2 separate regions of the Capsicum annuum genome follow, and region 1 is linked to region 2. A link is a contact called in public Hi-C data. All regions are on one chromosome and are shown on one strand. The core of a region is the stretch at or near the end of the contact, and the rest is flanking DNA. Distances in the headings are between cores, read along the strand shown. Region 1 holds the start of LOC107839093 (indole-3-pyruvate monooxygenase YUCCA6). Region 2 has its middle 160 kb from the start of LOC107839093.

What was found. A called contact is a pair of places that touch in the nucleus more often than the background predicts.
Region 1: a Hi-C map of leaf shows a contact between it and region 2, with 2.1 times the contacts expected there. The contact joins the promoter of LOC107839093 here to the enhancer-like site in region 2. A contact is called at or near these places in 3 of 5 Hi-C or Micro-C datasets (bud, leaf and placenta).

Annotation. Positions count from the first base shown.
Region 1 is chr8:130,252,045-130,258,611 of UCD10Xv1.1, forward strand. It overlaps LOC107839093 (indole-3-pyruvate monooxygenase YUCCA6), which reads right to left and starts at 3,737. Exons shown (of 4, transcript XM_016682447.2): 1 at 2,452-3,737; 2 at 1,227-1,475; 3 at 752-877; 4 at 1-615. The coding sequence starts at 3,153. The coding sequence ends at 445. It also overlaps the pseudogene LOC107879195.
Region 2 is chr8:130,096,787-130,103,512 of UCD10Xv1.1, forward strand. No RefSeq gene overlaps it. Among protein-coding and RNA genes, the nearest start is that of LOC107839093, 160 kb to the right of the region's middle. Within about 2 kb of position 2,220, at least 3 of the 5 cell types and tissues checked have an H3K27ac peak or open chromatin away from gene starts, as enhancers often do. A contact at or near this core is called in leaf, where this site is marked.

The sequences.
Region 1 (6,567 bases), core at 2,487-4,986, 160 kb after region 2:
GAAATTAAAAGAAATGAAGAAAAATGATCTTTTCTTGTTGTGTTGTCATAAACCAAAAAACGACTTGAATATTAGTAATCTAACACTCATATAGCCAAACTCATAAAAAAACAAAAAAAGCCTAACTCTCCTTTTTTTCCCCTAAGAATGTCATACCTAATATTAATAAGAGAAAATTGGCAAGAAAAAAAATATTAAAAAATGTACAAGATGTGTATACACTAGCTAAATTTTGATGATTTTGATGATGAAGCATCCCCACAAAAATCCTCCTGTTTCTTCCCTTTTTTCCAAATGGATGTTGTAAGAGGATATTCTTGATCTTCTTTTTCTCTTTCACCCTTTTTGTTTCTTCCAACTCTTTCTTCATTTGTAGGATCGAAACTGCTGGTACTAACACTTATTTTTTGTGGGGAGGTTATTAATAGTACCATCAAATTGTTTTTATTGAACATATTGATGATGAATGTGTTCTGCAATTTTCTTAGCATCCATGGAAGCACCTAGCAAACCACGTTTAGTGAACCCCACTGCATAAAGCCCACACTCTCCTTTCCAGCCATTGGGAAATGGCCTTTTTGGTAGACCATCTCTCTTTGAGAACATCTCACTTTCCTGGCAAAACCAAACAAAAACCTAAAATTATACATATATTCCTTTTCTTTCTTCTTTTTTTGTTATCTCAATCAAATTCTTTGAACACATCATGAAGAATCAAAAAACTAACTAAAGGAGAAAAAAAAGTTAGTACCTTTAGCCACGAGGGCACATTGCTTTTGTAACCAGTTGCTAAGATTATTGCATCATATTCTTCTGTTCGGCCGTTCACAAATTCCACCTTGTGATGCTCTAATAATCTATTAACTCCAGGACATACCTACACCATAATATAACATCCAAAATTAGTCCTTTGTGCCAAGAAAAAAAAATTGGAGCATTCAACCTAATAAATTCATTGACATAGGTTTAAGTGGTTTTCAACTTTGAAATGATACTAGTAGAATCAGTGAAATGTTGGGACAAATTAAGCTGAAGAGATTTTGTCACACTGTTTATGGAATATTTTCAATGATTGAGAATGAGGAAAGGTCATGGGATGGATCCCAACAAACATTAAAAACAGCTAGGTAACACCGAAGTGAAAGAAAGATATCAAGAAAAGGTGATTTGATACATAGTCCATGATATATAGTCGTATATTTTTATCTTTAGCAAATAGTAAGTACCTTAATGTCACCACTTTTAATCTTAGAAAGCGTTCCAACGTCGAGCACCGGGGTTTTTCCGGACAAGTTTTTTAGCTCTAACGGCCCGATTTCAGGCCGATCCAAGCCGAGTCGAGCCGTGTCACCGAGCAATAACTGAGAAATAATCAACAGTAACCGATCGACAAGTCGCATGGGCAACCACTTTAGTAACCACATCGATAGACCAAAAGTTGATTTACCCAGCATCTCTCGTGGTAGGACGTGCACCTGAACATAAAAAATTAAAAAAATTCAAAGTCAAAGCCAATTTGTTGTAATAAAGTAGTTGTTTTTTCAAAAAAGGGGTAAAACTTGCTAGTGCCATTGCCATTCTGGATGAATGGCCAATATCTGGACTTTCACTTTTAAGTTGCTAAGAAAAGCTTATTGTGCCAGTCATGAATTTACTGGAATCAATTATTATTATTATTATTAATTATTAATGAAAACAAAAATCCTCCATGCTTCCACCAATATTGCGCATGCTTGGCAGTTCCAAGAAAGTGAAAATACACAACCATAGTCTTTTAATTAGCCTGATTATTTTTAGTTAAATTACAAACTTTACAAATCAATTTTGTTGGAACTTGAACTCACTTCCAACTTTTTAACTTTCATCACTGGCAACACATGAGAATTGTCTTCTTTTTTAAAAATAAAAAATAAAAAAAAATAAGGGGAACTTTGGAAGGGAAATTAAATTCCAAGAAAATACTAGTCCTACTAAACTAGGGTTTCTAATTGTTTCCACATAAATAGGAAGTTTTTCAGGAAACAGAATGATAAAAAACTTCTTAAAACATGTAGAATAGTATCCTAGACCTTTTTCCTTATGTCTGTCTAAATTAGAGAGAATTTCAAAAGTAAAAGTATCTGAAGAAATAAAAAAGAAATCCCACCAGTTTACCTTTTTCCTGAAATGAAATTGACACAAAGTTGAGAAATGGAAAACCATGTTTCCCCTTATTTTGCATCAAACATTTCTCAAAGCTTTGATGAGACAAAAAAACATATGCGAAAGTTTGTAATTGATTTGCTTTAAAATGTCCCAAAAAACCCCCAAAAAAAGAAAAAAAAAAAAGAAGAGAAAAGGGTAGGCTTTGTTGTTTCTCTTTTTTCTTTTTTTCTTTTTGTTAAGTATTTCCCATTTAGAGAGTGCTAAAGAAAAAGATTAATGGTAAGAGGGATATGAGTGTGTTCTTACAGTATCTCTGACCACGAGTGAAGGACTTGCATCATGATTACAGAGATCCAAACACACTTCCATTCCTGAATTCCCACATCCAACTACCAACACTTTTTTCCCTCTAAATATTTCCCCACTTTTGTAGAAGCTAGTATGCATTATACTTCCTCCAAATTCCTCCATTCCTTCGATTTTCGGTACCACTGCCTCCGCATTCTCACCCGTTGCCACGATCAGCCACCGACTAACATATTCTGTAGTCATAGTCGTTGTAGTTGTCTTTGTCTCCGTCTTCACCCTCCACAACCCAATTTTGTGATCGTAATTAGCCGATACGACCGTTTGATTAAAAACAGGTCGAATATCAAACGTCATAGCATATAGCTCCAAATACTTGATAAACTGTTGCTTGGTGGGATACGTAGGGAAATCATCAGGGAATGACATGAGAGGGAGTTCACAGAATTGCTTAGGCAAATGAAGACTCAGACGATCATACGTCTTGAGTTGCCACAAAGAAGCTATGCAATTAGATCTCTCCAATACCAAACTTGATACTCCTTTCTCTTTCAAACATGCTGCGGCCGCAAGACCTGATGGCCCTGCTCCCACAATCACCGGCCCGTTAACCACTACACATCTCGGCATCATCATCTTGTTGGTGTTGTTGAAATAAGGATCATGGGTTGTCTTGCCTTGTATTTCCCTCAAGTAGTCCATCAAACACTAGGGTCACAATAGTTAAACTAAAAGGAAAGGGAGGGGTGATGGTTTTTGAATGAATAACGATATCTTAAAACTGTTTCTTGGTCTTTCCCTTTTATCTACTTCAAGAATTGTGGGAGATAGGGTACACAGCTAAAATAGAGGAAACTCATTGGTCAATATTGTAGTGAAAGAGAGCTAAAAAACTTAGAAAGACTAAGTCACAAATATTATCCAGAAGAAATAGGAGACTGATAAGTCCCTAAAGAAGTGGAGCAAATTAAGAGATCCTTCTTATCCACTTTTCTCAGATTGAATCTAACGTTAATGAAACTTACAACCGGACGGATGCTGCGGGGGATAAAATCAGCATTCAATCAAATAGACACACCACACAACACAGAACAAGGGGGGGGGGGGGGGGGGGGGGGGTAGTATGTGGATATAGTAGATATAGATGTGTTATATATGTCTACACATTCCTTTTGTTCATAGGAAGTAGAGGAAGGGAGAAGATGATCAATAAATGAATGAATTGAATTGAATTGAATTCAAGAGAATTCACTCTATATATACCGGGCACAACGAAAGTTTCAGTATTAATGGAAGTGGGACACATATATATAGTGTATGTGTGTACATCGTTATATACTTGGTGTGTGTTGAGCTTAATAAAAACATTAGTGATTTATTTGTATTTTATATTTATATAGTGTCATTATTAATTTGGATATATGTTCATAAGTCGTCCTAGGGTTGTTTTTAATACTGAAGATTCGAATTCGAGATTTTTTTTTTTATATCTAGAGCTTAAATTTTAGTCCTTTTATTTATCTCACTTAGGAGCGTCAATGGTACTGTATTGTCGGTTAGAGTTTATGTCGTACCAATTTTTTCGTTATTTTAGTTTGTATAACCAAAATTACACTTTTTGAAACTTTTCCATCATACGGATTTCTCATACACGTATACTTTTATAGGACTTTGACAAAGATTCTCCAATTTTTTTACTACTTAAAAGTGAATAAAGGGAATATGAAAGACGACAATGATAAAGATCCATCTCATAATTTTACAGTAGTGTAAGGCAAAAAATAAGGACAAAAGGTTTAAATCAGTCTAGTGGAAAGGCGCTAATCAAGATAAGACTAAAAAAAAAATTAAGTATTCAATAAGAGAAATTTAAGTCTTATCACAGGAGATATACTCAATACCTTGTAACTTGATACTTAAAATAGCTAAAATATGTACCTTATAACATACCACACAAAAGGCTAAATCAAATTTAGTTTTAATACAAGTAGCATAAAAGGTTTCACAATGGGAAATTTGGTTGTTATTACCTGTTGGTTAATTTGCTATCATTTTCAACCCAAATATTAAAATGTTTCTTTATTTCGAAACTGAATATATAAAATATAATTTCCACATTTAAATTTATTTGGTGCAATTTGATCTCTTTTTGGTTTATTTTTAAAAAAATAAAAACTTAATTAATTGATACGGTTATAAATTCATATAGAAATTTACAATTTTCTTAAAATAAACCTAATATTCAGCTGGGTATACGATATGGTTCGATCTTATGAGGGTAAAATCCAGTGACACTCCTCCTCTCAGTACAACTCTTGAGGGTGATTTATTTGAATCTGGCTAGGCAAGAGAAGAAAAAAATTGGAATAATTAAAAGCTTAATGGTTATGGCCAATATTGTACACGTCACTATATGTGTCATACTAGAGAGATATGGGGGCTTATTGGATGAGATATTAATACTTAAAAATCCTTGAGGGAGTTGATCTCTAACAATCTTGATTTTGGAATGAGTTAAAAAGTCATGAGTTTTGTTTAATAGAAAATATATCTTTATTAGGAGTTCATTTAATAGAATATGTAGTTGGGTAAGATTTTCAATTGTTAGAAGAGGTAGTTATGGTTGGCATTGGGTTGGACTGTGCCTCATTGGGCCGGGTGGAACAAGAGAACTACACTCCACTTACAGGTTAAATTCAATATTAGTAAAATATTCCCAAGACCTAAAGGCACTACATGTATATTGTCTAATAGAAATATTGGTTTAAATGGAAGACTGCTCAAACCAATATTACTTTGTGGCTCTTATATTTATTTCTCCAACTTTCTTTATTTTCTTTGTATTCTATGTGTTTCTTTGGGTTGAAATAGAGAATTTAACGTTAAAATAACGACTTGAGTAGTATTTGAAGTAAAATGTCAATTTTCACGCAAAAATGTTCATCTTTCACAAACTAACGAAAGTTCATTATCAAACACAGTTCGATCAACTTTCAAATACTCCCTCCACTCATCTATTTTAATTTTTATGTGACACTCTTTTCTTTTTAGTCCATCCCGAAAAGTATGTCATCTTACTACAATTAAAAATAATTTTAACTTTAAAATTCTCCCTTTACCCTTAATGAAATTATTTACGATCATACAAATATTTAAAAATTATTTTAGACCATAACTTTCAAATTTCTTCTTTTTTTTCCTTAAATAGACAGTCAAAGCAAACGGTACCACACCAAATGGGCCTGAGGGAGTACTGTCATATAATTTTACCTTCAAATACTTTTCTTTTTGACTTCAATCAAATATCATTATCCAAATACCTATCTCATTACGGATGATTCATTATAAGGTCTCTAGAACTGAAATTCACAACTTGCTACAAATTTTGAGTTTCACATGATAAAGTGACATGAAATTACATTTGATGAGACATTGGAGATTATGGGTATCAACTATGTACAAGTCGGACGGTGATTATGGTGGGTCACATTTGTCCTATGAGGGACAAGCCATTAGTCCGAGGAGCGCAGTGGTAGCACTACTCATCAACTTTGGAGGTGAAGTTTTGATTTTATAAAAAGTAATATTAGTTATATTGAAATATGAGTAATAAAAATATGAAACCAATTAAGGGGGGGTGACGAGATTAATGACAAATGTGACGACCAAGGTACGTACTGTTAGTGTTTCCTTTTTTCCTTTAAGGAGTTGACACTGACATTTCCAAGTTCCAGCCACACAATAATCTTGTTAATCAGAAGACAGAGGAGAAGAAAAGAATGATTGCACATTTAATTGATGAGCTTATGTTAGGTGCAAGGGCTTTGACATTGCAAGTCAATGGAATTAGTGGATACCTATAAATGAAAAAAGTTGATATTGGACAGGGCAAGGTTAGAGATACAAGCAATAAGAATTACAAATTATGATATTCTGAAATAGATAAAAATACGAACGGGATGAAAATTATTCTAGAACCAAGACTTATGAATATGATTGCAGAGCTAAAGTGAGTTAGGGATAGGTTTATTATGTCTTGTTTGTGGAAAAGACACAATCAGTATCACTAGTGCTTATACATCATAAATAGGATTAGATGCAAAAGCTAAGACTAAA
Region 2 (6,726 bases), core at 970-3,469:
TCAAAAACACAAACTATTCTGGCTTTTTAAAGTTTCATATCTGAATTATTGGGAGTGCGAGTTTTCTACCTGATCTATCATTCAATAATTATCGAAATACATCTCGACTAATATTTAATGATATGTGTAGGGTGACACTCTTTGTTTAAAAATTCTGCGAAGTGACACTCCAATACCAAGTGCTGGAGCCTTTTTTGGTATTTTAGCTAAAAATATTGTCACCTTAAAAAGTGATTAACAAGAGATCCAAAAACCGGCCATGTCGGCTATATTTTGCAAACTAATAATGATTTATGGGCAGGCAAGGGGCAATAGGTAGGCATTACTTAAGAGAAAATTAGAGCCGTCTGTCGAGGGATTGTGTGCTGGCTGTCTCCTAACAAGGAAAATAACAAGAGAAAAGAAAATAAAAACAAAAGGCCACCATATGCCCCTTTAGAAAAAAGATACTTATACTAGAAGATATATATATCTCAATTACATGGCTTATTGAATTGATAGATCAGAGAAAAAAGTAACTTGACTTGATTCTATCTCCAGCTTCCCGGGGAGGGGGGGGGGGGGGGGGATAGTGAGAGAGATTGAACTATGTGTAAAGTTAGAAAGTGTTATATTTTGTGACCATCAAGAATGATCTTTTTATGCACTTTGGAATCTATGGAGAAGCATGTGCATCCAAAATGATTCACGAACCGCAATACCATCATGTTTATCAAAGTGGCGGTCCTTGAGAGAGAGATGTTAAAGTTATATATAAACTAATAAGGTAATTAATGTATTTTATCAACAAAGTCAAAGTCCATTAAAATTTAAAGTTTATGAGTATTGAACTTATCATTAAATTCATAGTTTAGTTTCCAATTTCGCAATTAATTATTTATACATATTCATTTGTTCAAATGCACACCTAATATTGTAGCTTCGCCCAGGATCAAATTTATAGCTAGGTTTAGCAATAGGGCGCGTGAACCTATGATCTCTTTATAAAATTAAATATTTTACGTAAATATTTTTAAAATTGATCTAATTTTAGTTATTGATACCTATGCTCCCAAAAAAGCTAAATGACCCACTTGATGAAAAGATTAGTTCGAAGATTACGAAATTATAAATTCACCTCTGGCTCTATCCTTCTCTTTGGGTGGCAGTAAATTAATTGAAAGTTTATTAGTATATTACTTGTAAGTAATTAATTATATTAATATTTGTCTACGACTTGAAACTCTTTTTTTTTTTTTTTGTCGTATATTGTTTTTTCACTTTGGAGAGGACATTCTTGAGTGCTCTGGTACTTGCTCTTTCCTTGTCTATCTCTATCATATCTATATTTTTATTTCCCATGCCACAATGGTACTGAAGAATGGTCATTCTCATTCATGCAATTGCATGCATTGTACTTCTGCCCTTTATATGCATGCATAAAAACCTCACCCTCCACTCCCCGCTCTCGAATTTAGTGGAAAAATATCGTGTATAAAGGAAACAACTTTGGTTCCTAATTCCCTATCTTAATTATTTGCCAGAATATACCTAAACGCCTCAAAATTTGGCCCGACTTATTTAGTTGCACATTTAAATTATTAGTAGTCTTACTTACTTACCTCCTCAACTTGGCACGAGTTATTAATTGAACAGCTAAGCTATTTGTGTAGTTACGCTCTTTGTCGCATCAAGGACTAAGGGGTAAAAACTATCAAATATGTAAAACCTTTGATAACTACACTTTCGTGGAGGTACCATCTCAATAAAAGTCATGAAAAAACTTGCCCTTATCTTATCGGCCTATGAATTAAGCTTTTGCATCAGAATATATATGTAAAAGACAGAGAATACTAAAACTAATTAAACAAGGAGGAAATAGCCCCATTAGATTTAGGTATGATGATGTATATCATGGTGGAGGTGCAGTGGCCAGGGGAAGTAAACGGATTTTCAGTTCATATGATGACAATTGATAACGCCTAAGATGTTAAAGCGAAAGGTACCTTTTCAAATGGAGATTAATTTATTATTAGAAAATTCAAATTTAGGAATTATGATTGGGGGAATTATTAAAAAAAATATACATAGCGCAACACAAACTTTGCATCCATAGAACCCTATTTTAAATTTTGGTCCAGTCCGATCCAGTTTCGATTCGTTGAGGGTATTATAGTCCAAGGTCGTTCCTACATAATATAAAGGGAAAAGGATCATATTTGCATTTGTACTGTAAGTAGTAAGTCATATTTATTTTTTCGTTGTACTTTTGGCCATATTTGTCCCTACATTCAACTTTGAACTCAATGTTACCCTTGAGTTGTCAAGTGTCATGTCAACATCTTTATTAGATTATGTGGCATCTCCGTGGTGCCTACATGATATATATATATATATATATATATATGTGTATGTATTTCACTTAAAATTTTCTCCTAATTTAATTCACCCAACAACAATATCCACCCATTATCTAATGCGTTCATTAGATTTACATGGCCTAATAGCAACATGAGATCACATTTCCCTATTTCATGTATAAATATATGAGGTGGATCTTCTCTGTCAAAAACAATCGAAGATTTTAAAGGGGTTATACAGGGGAACTAGGAAAGATGATAAAGAACATACCCAATTTTCGGAAAATAAGAAGTTGATGATTAAACAAGTTTCCCTTACATTAAAAAAAAGTTTGTCTTACATTTTTTTTTATTAAATTTTTTGCAGTCCATTACTGAACCTTTTTATTCCATATCAATATAGCCAGAAAAAACCAATCTGTACATTGTTGGACCAAAGCCATCAGACGACCTGATAAATTTTGGAGAAAATGAAAAGTTTCCATATTTGGACATATCAAAACATATTTTCAGACATGAGTATTCAATACTCTTTTTCCTCCGTCGCATCTTGTTCACCTGAAAATTGTTCCCCCAAGCTGATATCGGTGGTTTCTCCATTTCCTTCTTTGGATTGTGCGAAAGCTCCATCCTTGCATGTGGTTGTCTCTATCAGCTCTATCTGTCTCCTTTAACTAAGATACTATTTTGGCTGTCCTTGTGCTTAGTTCCTTTCCTATCTTTGCTAATCCCAACCGAATCTTAGGTGGTCGGGGTGTGACCCCAAAGGACAGGTTGCCGATCCACCGATGTACCACAAGATACTGATCTATCTTTCACGCCATCTTGTATTAACATTTCAATCTCTCTTACTTTGATCCCTTCTTTTTGAAGATGACTTAGGCAGCCCATGTAGCTAGAAGACAAGTGCAGATCTGGTATACGGTGCCAAGCTCCAAGTACCCCTTTTTTTGGTAAAGTTTTTGATAGCTATAGCCTCTATTTGAAGTTAGTACTCTTCCTCTGTAGCATTGATTTAGAACTTCCTGATTGTGCTTCTAGATTTTATGCACTCCCATGGATTTTTATATGTAAGGATCATCTGTTCATGTTTTAATGTTATGAATATGCTCTTTAGTATCTTTGTTTTGTTCCTGCTCCTCTTATTCCTCATTGATACTTGTTTATTTTACGAGTTTTTATTCTGAGATTTGGGATATGATATTTATCCATGTTTATGAACCTTCTGATCTTTGTTGGTAGCTCAGTAAAATGCTTGTATTCTCTAAAAATCTGCATCTCCAACACCTCATTTGCTAGTGCATCCGCCACCATATTGCCTTCTCTAAAAGTATGCATAACTTCACCTTGTAGCTCATGCAAATTCCACCAAATGTCTTCAATTACTTCAGCTAAATCCCATGGGATCTTCCACTGCCTATTTATCATTCTCACCACAGTCAATGAATCAAACTCAATCATAATACTCTTATAATTCTGTGATTTTGAGAAAACAATGGCTTCTCCGATTACCATTGCTTCAGCCATAATGTTGGTTGTTTCTCCTAACCTTTTAGCCATAGCAAAAATCAAATCTCCTTTTGCATTTCTAATATAGAAGGCTAGAGACCCTGGTCCAGGATTACCTCTGCAGGCCCCATCTGGATTATATTTCAACTTTTCTCTTTCAGAAAAACTCCAAGTCACAACATAACATTGTCTTACATTTCGTTCGCTTTTTAGTATGAATAACTGAATGTGTCTGCTAGAAGTACCATCATTGCTATATGATAGAGAAATATGTCATTTTTATTATATCTTGACATCTAAAGAAAGAAACACCATTATTGTCTGAGATTCATGATGTGGTTGAAAGTTAAAACAAACAAACAATAATACAACAAATCTAATAAAAATTAGATAGTTAGGATTGATGTTGGGTGGGATACTATATATATATATATATATATATACACGTGCTCGCACACACACCATGTAGATGCCACATAAGCTAATAAAAATCTTGACATGACACTTAACAAAGAGATTGAGAAGATAATTAGAGCATGTTTTAAGGTAAGATTCAATAAACTCGTCATGATTTAACTGATCTTAGCAATGATGACATGTATACCTCAATTAGGTAGGTAAAACCAATTTCAAATATAATTAAATTTCGATACAAAGAGACATAAATGAAGCATTTGGAACAATATTAAGTTAAAATATAAAAAGACATAAAGTCATAACTACAGATAATACATAAATCCCTAAGAACTAGTGATATAAGTCAAGAGAATCTAAACGGAATAAATACAAAAGTCTGAACATCAAAATATCTTATTCGAATAAATAAAACAACAGTAAAGATGAAAAGGAGTCCACGATGTTGTGAACTACCAGACAACTTATCTTGAATATCTTCGAGGTGAAATTTACCCCACTCACATACACCTCTATAAAATGATTGACATCTGTACAAAAGTGCAGCAAGTATAATTATCGTATATAAATAATGTGTAGCTACTAAATATTATTGATTGATCCCGAATACAACACCTTAGAAATTAGGATTAGATATCAAACCACCAAATTTTGAGTGATTCGATCCAAGCTATGTTAAAACACATGTATATATATATATGTTAAAATTGATATATCTGAGCGTTTCAAATATACAAAGAGATTTGAGTCTATTATAACTGAAAATACCAAATTTAGGTCAAATTGTGTTGAGATACAATGGATATACAATTGTTAAAGTGACACGTGGACCGCATGTTCAATTGTATGTAAGGGGTAGAAAGTTAAAAATTTCGTATATCGAGATGCAGAACTACATGCATACATTATATAATCTGTATAAGAGTCATATAAGGTCCTATGACTTCATAAATTTTTTGATTTTTGAGTTCAATAGACAAAGCCCACATACAACTGTATATAGTGTCCATATGTTGAGACATATGTGAAATCTTTACACGTTGAAAATCTTAGGTCTCAATTGTTAACATACAAAGTCATATAAAGATCATGTGTGAGACATGCAGATTTAGGTTTAATTTTGAGGTCTTTAGTGATTGGATTGTGGATCAACATATGATCTACATTTGAATTTACCTATTATATGTCAAATTGTACATGGTCTTCAGCGATTTCAAATTGCACTTAATTTGGGAGGCCACCTACAAGACTAACACACGTTCGTACGTTGTGGCAAAAAATTATATGTAGCGACTGTATATGAAATTTGACAGAAACTTATAAATACATGTTTAGTTGAAAAATTTCACTTTACTTTTGAGAGAGAAAACAACATAGTACTTCCTCTATCCTTCTAATATAAGTTCTTACTCGATCCTCATAATTATTACAGTGATTTAACATGGATTAAAACTCAAATTATTCTTCTAATTCATAAATTCAAGAAATTCGGTTCAAGAGCATTAAAGAAATTTTTTTTCAGGAGATTCTTCGAGAGGTAAGTCCTCAACTTATTTACGAAAATTAGAAAAATAATTGAAGTTCGTATAGCCTATTGAAATGCATCTTAAATATTGAGTAATTTCCATCTTTGTTATGAACATAAATTTTCTTCTGGAACCCTAATTTTTCATAAAGGGTCAAAATTCATGAAAATCAATCAATGTTATAATCATTATTATTGAATTGATTATAGATTTATTATATATCATCGTGGTTCACATTTAGATCATTTAGTGAAATTTGAGGTATATCATCTTTTAACATACTTTTTACTACAAGATCCAAATAGAGCTTTGTATACGTATGAGACAAATTCACATAGAACCTTCATATTTTAATTCATACTATATATATATATATATATATTATAATATGGATGAGATTGGTTTAATTTTTTTTTGAAGTGATAAATAATTAAGTATTGATGTTTGAAAATATGTTTTTGTTCTATGAATGAGGCACTAACTTGAAACATGATTTAATGACATTAAATATGATTTTTAATTTAGTAATAATTTTTAGATTACTCCCACGATTAGATGATGAATTTGAGAAATTTTTACTATTACATCATGATTTATGATTCAATGTTTGATGCTTATATGAATAATCTTGTTATTCGGGAGGATGGATAGCCATTGTAGGTTTTAATACATTTTATTTGAGCAACTGTGTCAGTCTAAAAGTTGATCTATTTTTAAGAATTAACACCCTAGTATATCACTTTCAAGCAGTAGGATCCCAACATGGGTCTCTCAGGTTTGGATTACTTCTATCAATTAACATGGAACTTCTTTTGTATTACCCCTATGGGTTAACATATACTTTACTGCTCTGATTTTTTGAATGGCCTTACATTTTTTAATATAACATACTGAATTTGTTACCTAATTATTGATGATTTCATTAATTTTTTATGATT